Linked DNA regions of Lactuca sativa: region 1 is linked to region 2. Evidence: chromatin contacts called from public Hi-C data. All regions are on one chromosome and are shown on one strand. The core of a region is the stretch at or near the end of the contact, and the rest is flanking DNA. Distances in the headings are between cores, read along the strand shown. Region 1 holds the start of LOC111876578 (ribonucleoside-diphosphate reductase small chain A). Region 2 holds the start of LOC111876581 (mediator of RNA polymerase II transcription subunit 33A).

Region 1 (4,208 bases), core at 1,071-3,570, 520 kb after region 2:
ATAAAATTATTTAAATATTACTTTGACATATCTCATTTATAATCATTATATGGTTAAATTTTTTTTAAAGAGAATTCACTTGATTAATATTCTATATCTTACAAACAATTTAAAATATTGTACCTTCCTGAGAAAAATATTCCTTCTACACATGCAAACGCAACAAGTCTCTCTGCAAATGAATTGGAGCTGCATAAAAATTAAAGCAATGCAGTTATAAAAAAAAAGTTAATAAAAAAATTAATGATATGACAATCGAATAACATCTTTTTCGCAGAAAATGGAAAAGTTCACTTGAAGAAGGCCGATATAATTAATAGAGTTCATACGCAAAAAAAAAAAAAATAAATAGATCTTGTAACGTTCATAAGCCTAAAAAACATCTAAAACTTGATGACATTGTGATTTACCTTTCCCATGTTGGCGGTAGGACATTGGTGGGGGCCACCCCAGATCCCCACCAACCTTTCCCACAACCAATATGGGAAGGTAAATCACAAGAAAGGTGATGTCAGGCTTGCTTGCAACACAAGAAATGTTTTTCAATTGCATTAAACAAGGAGATTACCTTTTAATCCAATTCAAAGCCCAATTGGCTTTTCTTGCAACACAAGGAATGTTTTCAATTGCATTAAACAATCTGTATTTTTCCTTGGGATCCTTGATTAATGTTTCTAATAGCAAGCTATACATCTCTACAAAATCGTATTAAAAATCAATGAGATAGATATATTAAGCAAAAAAATATTTTATATTAACTAAACTTCGAAGCTTAAAGAGACTCACCTGAATGTACATTCTCCATTGCAATTTGAAATCCGTAAAATGCACGAGCCTATCAAAAAGAACAACACAACATCTCAAATTAGTCCCAAATCCAACAAATCCCACAATTCAAAAAAAATATTTGAAAAAAAAAAACATTTGAGAAAATAAAGGCACACTAAGAGAAATTAAGGAGGAAAAACTGAGGGAAAATTTGAAAATTTGTTAATAGTTAAGACATAGTGGATAAAACTTCATTTTAAATACTTTTTCTGTTAAGCCGTTCTTTCTGTATTAAGTCAAATCGAAACACCTTTATATAACTAACCAGATTAAGGTGTTGTTTCTTTTTGGCTTAACAAACTAAATGGGGATATGATTATATAGTGGTGCTTCTTTTCGACTTAATAAAAACAGATGGACTTCATGTTATCCATTAAGACATCATTTTATTCTGCATCACTTCTACACAAAAGGGTAAAATGGACATTTCTTTTTTTCATATTGAGACAATTCATTTATTCCACTAAGTGAAAAAAGCATTACATTACCTCAGGTATCTGAATGTCGTTTAAAAATCTTGCAGCCAGATTTTCCAAAACAATTCCATCTGATGCAGCAAAAAAGGCTAAGATATGACTTATGAACTGCTTTTCTGATTCAGTCAACTTTTGCCATTGTTGTATGTCTAAAGAGAGATCAACCTCCTCAGCTAAACCCATCAAATATACAAAAAGAATCATTAATGTATATACATATAAAAGAAAATTACATCCATTTAGATCCAAAATAAAAAATAGTACTAATAATTTTAATAGAAAATTACATCATTTTAGGATTCATAGTTTATGAATTTTTAGATTACAATGGAAGACCGAATTTTATTTGAGACATCTGTTTCAGTCTTTTTGACATAATTTGATATCTATTTCTAGTGTGGACAAATTTGGGTTTTCTTTCATTTCAAAATAATAAAGTTAGTCTCTCCAAAATTCAAATTTATATGGTTGTTGTTCTTTATTTGATCATCTATGTACGTTTTTTATGTAGATTAACATGATTTATATATTGAAAACCAGTATAACAGGAAGACATCATACAATCGTAATAAGAGGAACGATTTAAAGCAAGAAAAGCACCCGAATTATGAAATTAAAGTACCAAGAAACAAAGAGAATTACTTTTTATAATTCAAAGCAAGAAGAAACACCGAATTTATAGAATTTCTTGAATTGCATAAAAGAATTGTAAAGGATTGATAAAATTCGAGTTGATAAGCATTACCTGTCCAAATACTAGCTTGTGCTTTCTTGTACATCTCCCAAAGTTGATGGTATTTAACAGGAAACATACAAAATCTCTGGTTTTGCTCCATTAAAATTGGTTCTTCTTCTTCTTCTCCTTTGAAGTGCTCTGTTTCATTCTTCAGAGAACCCATTTTGCTATCTCTGTTCTGGATAACTGTGTGTAATATCTGGTAAATAGGTATGAAAAGTTGAAAACCCTACAAAAACCCTTCAGATAAGTTGCACAATTTGACGGTTTTTTTCTTTATTATTTCGTTCGTTTTCGCTGGTATATTGACAAACCGTTTTGGGTGAGATTTTTCTCTGTAGTTCTAAGTAACATAAATTACCCCTCATCTTTTATTCAGTGTACATATTACCCCTAAAAATAAAATAGTTACAAAAATGATCTATACACTATGAGTAATCTGGGTATGACCGTATGGGTATATTCTAGATTCACGGATATAATAGATGCATATGTAAAGGACCCCGAACCCGTGATCTTTTTCAAGCCTATGTAATTTTTTTACCGATAATTGGTTTGATGTCATAGTTCACAAAGAAGCTTAATTAGGTAAAATTTATGTATATTTGAATAGATAAGGAATTAGGTTTATGCTAATTTAACCCTGTACAGGAAAAAAAGAAACGTTTATACTGATTTAACCCTACATACTTTCGTCACGCATAAGCCGCTTCAAGTTATAAAAGTCAACATTGATAGAAAAGTTTGGGTTATCTAAAGTGGGCCTCATTATCTAAAGCATTTGTGACTTAAATTGAAAACACGTTACTTGTACGTCCATACGTGACTTAATTCAAAAAAACGTTTTTTTTATTAAATGGCAAACTGCCGAGCAAAGGAACCGACATAGTTGGAACCAGTCCTAACCGGAAATGTTGGGAAATAGGAACCGAACCGGATCGCCGGTTCTATCGGTTCCGGTTCCTACCGGTTCTTGTCATGTCTTCAAATATTGGAACCGGTCCTCGAGAAATAGCAACATACGGTTCCGGTTTTTGCCGGTTTCTGGTTCCAAAAATCCACAAGAATATCGTCACGGTCTCGGCCCGACCAATTACATCTCCGGTACCGGTTCCGGCCAGTTCCCCGGTCCATATGCTCATCCCCAGCAAACTCCTAAAGGCAAAACTGACAAAATCTTCTAAACTTAAGGACTTTTGACAGAACTTTGTCAAAAGCTCTGTATTTATTTGTTTCATATTTTGTATAGAACATAATTTTTTTCAAGGTACATACTAAATTTTATCTTGTATAAATGTTAATTAAAATTAAAAAATTAGGTGCATCATAGGACCCACCTTGGTATATGTTTGTCCACCTCTACAACCACCCAAGTTTAAGCCTGTTGGATCAGAAACAACACCAAACATCGTTGGACCTAGGGTTGCAGGGTTAGCCGACATTACACCTCAAAATTTCAATCAAATTGTAGATTTTTACGAATTTTCCGGCATAATCTAAAAATTATGGTGTGCTACCCATAGGATTACGTCTTGCGTATGCCACTGGCCCTTAACCCATCCAAGTTTATGTTGTATTACTCAGTAGCAACGACATTCCACAGTTCTTCAGATGTTGGATTGAAACCCTAGACACAAACTTGAAGAATAAGTCGCACAAAAATGGAAGGTAAATGAAAAAAACAAAGATATGAGAATTCTTTCACATCTAAACATCATTTAAGTGATTTTTCATAGATGGAATTGATGGGTATTATGCAAAACATATAAATCTTATGTATTCATGCAATCTTAATACTTGATTTATGTTTTCTCTAATTAAACATACAACTTTGAACAACAAAATAGAAACCCTAGAATACTAGCATATTTTCAAAAATACAAATAGGGTTAAGAGAAACATACATTGATTGTTATTTAGTAATAAATGTAAATCCCTGTGTTGTTGAAGCCTTGACAGCAAGCATCAAAAATTTCATGCCACTAGTGGTTCACACCCAACACTAGCAAAACTTAGTGAGTTCCTATAAATATCGAATAACATACATATCAACGGGCCCAATCCCCACATTAGCCCTAACCCATAATATGGGGCCCAACCCTTGATACCAATGGGCCCATCCCTATATATTAATAGGCTCAACCTAACATACAAATGGGCTAAGCCCG
Region 2 (4,258 bases), core at 940-3,439:
TTTAACTATTCATCAAATACCTAAAATACCCTTCAAAAATCACAAATCGAATGAAACTTGTGGACCCAAATCAATACCATCAATCAAATGAATCTTGGGACTTGATGTGACTAAACAAGCTTTCTAGGGCTATTTTCAATAATGAAGAGAGGAGGGTATTCTTGTCTTTTGCACAGATAAGATAACAAAGGACAAGTCCATGTCCCATCTTTTTGGGTTGGGCAAAAGAGTAGAAATTTTGTCTCATTCACATCAGTCTCAAACTCTCAATGTCATATCATGTCAGTTGTGATAAACAAGGCCTAAATCTTTCGACTTGTTTCGAGTTTTTCTTTTAAAAAAAAATGTTTAAATAAAAAGTGTTGAAGGAAATATGTTCTAACATGTTTCGGCGTGCCAAAAGAAGAATCCTTGAAGTTACTTTGTTTTGAAGGAAAAGTCCAATGAGTTCAATAGCCATTATAGTATTTCTACTTTGTAACATCTCATGATACTCATTCCTCTTTCCATCATAACCTACTTCTAATTCCATATCTTGAGCTACATTCCATCTAAATTTTCTTTCCTCCAACAACCCTTCATCTCCTAATGCTGCCTCTACTAACTGCCAAACAACCGAAAAGATGAACTCAAGTAGCAAACTCCCAGAATCATTCACTTTCACTTGCATACCAAATATCTGAGAAAGATGGAGAACATTGTCTATTGAATTCATGATCCTGCATCAACAAGTTAGTAGGTTATTACATAGTAATGTAATTTACTTGATTTGTTTGTTATATCATTGTATTTTGAAAAATCTACTCAATGATATTGCTATTTCATGCATTTAGACTAATATTTAAAACATAAATTCTCAATAATGACAAGTAGAACACATATTGTAAAAGAGATGATGAGATATAGAGGGAATTAAGGGAGAAAGCTTACACTTCATAATTTTGAAATTCTACATGTGATTTGAGCTTAAAAGCATGTCGTTTAAGGAGTTCCATATACAGTCGAAATGCTGCTGGTTGATCACGTCGCATAGGAATAACCCTGTTCAATTTAAACAGTATTTAGTCAAGTAGTTCAATCTGATGTATCAAGAACATTGAGCCCTAATTCTCGCATAAATGGATCAAATTAACAAAACAGGATAAAGCTAATGGCATGTGAAAATTTAGTCCATATTTATTACAAATATAATCGTACTATGATTTGCTTTTTCCAATTTGGGAAAGTGAAGTAAGCAAAATTTCAAAGTGCAATTAATTATACTTGATGAACATAAGAACCCCACATGTAAAAAACAGACAAAACGACACAGATCCTTTATTAATTTTGTCTAATTCAATAAAGAATCCCAGAAATTCTGGTCAAAAAAATATATGTGAGGCCATTGTGAGTGTGAAATCAACTTCAACTTCAAATGATCTCAAGAACGCGTGAAAATGATTTAAAAAATACTGAAATTTTGGATTCGTGGAATCAGTCAGCCAGTTGGATTGATTCCATGAGGGACCCACACTACTAAATTCGAACAAATCAGGATCAAGCTGATGATAATCACAATGTTGAAAGTTGAAATCAAGCAACCAAAATCAAACTAGAAAACCATGAATGATGAGAAGAGATTCAAAACACCATCATCGATAAACCTTTGGAGAATCGAAATTCTGTTTTAGAAATCAGGTTGTGAAGGGAATTAAGTCAATATGAAGAAACCTGGTAGATAGAAGAGCGAGAACAAGTAAAGGAGGAACGATGTTGAAGATCAACGCCTTTTCCAGAAACTTCCATGAAATCGGATTGTTGTTCTCCCAACAAATGTGAGAAACTAAAAGGTCTGCTAAATCTGTGGAAGGAAGAGAGACACCAGCCGAGTTTAATTGGGATGAAAGGTGAATCGCCCATATCAACGGATCACTGCCTTTATCCTGAGATTTCTTCGTTAAATCAAGGACAGAGTCCCATAGCCTGTTATTATAACTGAAGGTCCCTAAGGACACCGCCATTAAAACCGCATATGTTGCTTAGAGAAGCTTGGAAAGTGGAAAGGGAGAGTTTGTTGGGTGGGTTTGATGTGTGTAAAATGGTATGAATTTTGGAAGTCAATGGTGAAGGCGTGGGTGGATGGGCACACGGAAGTGAGGGAGTGGTGGCAGACAATAGTACTTGAATATCAGAATTTTAAATGGGCAACTGAAAATGGCCTTTTAACAGAAATATATGGTGGCTTCATCTTTTAGACGCTACCTCTAAAAAGAGTTTATTTTTTCATTTTGTTAGCCTTTTTGGTAAATTCATTTTTAACCAAATTTTTGGAAGTATTTATATATAATAATTATGATGGACCGTAGCAAATTACAAGTCATACTAATCATATGTAACATTTCCAATAAATTCGTTATTAGATGTGTAGAGAAAAAACGAAGTTACTCAGATTTAAACAAAACGAAAATGTAACTACCTTGATAAGTTAATTTTTGTTTTTATTAACATAATCAATCATAATATTTGTAATATTAATAGATTCAGTTAAGTTTTTTTAAAACAATATTTATAACCATTTATGAGCATTTAAATTGATTACAACATGTTATCAGCCGTTTTTGGTGGCATAATTATCATATATATATATATATATATATATATATATATATATATATATATATATATATATATATATATATATATATATATATATATATATATATATGTAAAAGTTCAAATGAGAATCAAAAAAGATTAAGAACCTAAGAACCAAGTAATTAGGGGAAAGTCTTGTCAAAACACAGAATGGCAAGGTTGTAAATAATATGAAGTCTAAGCCCATTTTCACAAACATTATTATTACATCTGAAACTTAAAATACCAGATCAAACCATTATATCTACAAAACTTTATTTCTCTCTCTCACCAAAGATTTCTTCCTTTCCATCACACCTCTGGTGGCTTTCCCACGCCACCACCACCTCCGGTGTCGCCACCAACCACCACGATCTACCTCCGGCGGAAACAACGTCAACCACCGCAAGCGTACCACTCTTACGACGTTGCTCTGGTGACACATCTCCATCCGCCTTTTTTTTTTCTCAATCTCCTTGAAACACCACCAAAATTGTTCAGATCTGGTGCACCACCACCTCCGCCTACCATTGATACGTGTCTTCGACCTCCAAAAGCTTTCGTATTCATCAGATTTGTGTTGATTCTTTATAAATCTATGATCTCCAGCTGTAGATCTATGATCTTTGACGACATATCTCTGATTTTCGCTTAGAAATCTATGATTTACACCTCCAGATCTGTTATGTGTCACCTCCTTCCCTTCTATTACTCGTTTTCATCTCTGTCTCTCTTATTTTTGGTCAAAACACCACCAAATCGACATCTGATATGATGTTTTTGTCCATTTTCAGGTTAGATCTGGTGTGTGTATGATGTTTACATTGATTGTGTTTACAAAGGGAGTTCTGATAAAAAGATGCACACAAGGTGTTTGATGAAATGCCTCAATGAAATTTGGTAAGTCATTAAGCAGTGAATTAAGTTGTGAATGCATATTTTTTGTATATTAAATTATGAAGTTTGTGTATTTAGCTGTGATATTTGTGTTTAAAATTGCGAATTGAATGCATTAAGCTGTGAATTTGTTGTTTAAACTGTAAATTGACTATATTAAGCTGTGAGTTTTGTATATTTAACTATGAATTAGTTGTATTAAACTGTGAATTGATTGTATTAAATTTTTTAGTTGAAAATATGCTTTTGAATGCATATTTTTTTTGGGTATTAAACAGTGAATTTTATGTATTTAACTATGAATTAAAAGTTTTAAGTTGATATTATGTTTTTCTACTTGCATTTGTTGTAGATATCTATTATATTTTGGTTTTTTTTCTGTTAATGTGTGAATTTGATAATTTAATCTCTCATTTGTCATATAATTTTGTTAATCTTAGTTTTTACTGCTATTAACTTGTGAATGTATAATTTTTTTGAATTAAACTTTAAATTTATTATAATAGTTTGTGAATTTTATATATTAAATTGTGTATTAATTGTAATAAGTGTTTTAAGTTGATAATATGGATGTGAATACTACTTTTTTTGTATTAAAATGTTAATTTAGTCTACTAAGCTGTCATTTTTGTGTTTTAAACTGTGAATTGATTACATTAAGCTTTGAATTTTCTTTTTAAACTACGAATTGACTGTATTAAGTTGTGAATTTTCTGTTTGAACTGTAAATTGACTAGATTAAGTTGTG

What was found. A called contact is a pair of places that touch in the nucleus more often than the background predicts.
Region 1: a contact with region 2 is called in a Hi-C map of bud, with 8 times the contacts expected there. The contact joins the promoter of LOC111876578 here to the promoter of LOC111876581 in region 2. A contact is called at or near these places in 4 of 4 Hi-C or Micro-C datasets (bud, leaf and seed).

What each region holds. Positions count from the first base shown.
Region 1 is chr5:196,522,167-196,526,374 of Lsat_Salinas_v11, forward strand. It overlaps LOC111876578 (ribonucleoside-diphosphate reductase small chain A), which reads right to left and starts at 2,321. Exons shown (of 9, transcript XM_023873132.2): 1 at 2,050-2,321; 2 at 1,317-1,477; 3 at 787-835; 4 at 569-695; 5 at 124-189. The coding sequence starts at 2,203.
Region 2 is chr5:196,000,291-196,004,548 of Lsat_Salinas_v11, forward strand. LOC111876581 (mediator of RNA polymerase II transcription subunit 33A) reads right to left here and starts at 2,190. Exons shown (of 12, transcript XM_023873133.3): 1 at 1,711-2,190; 2 at 931-1,041; 3 at 384-719. The coding sequence starts at 2,000. LOC111876610 (a long non-coding RNA gene) reads left to right here and starts at 2,906. Exons shown (of 3, transcript XR_002845062.3): 1 at 2,906-3,295; 2 at 3,408-3,513.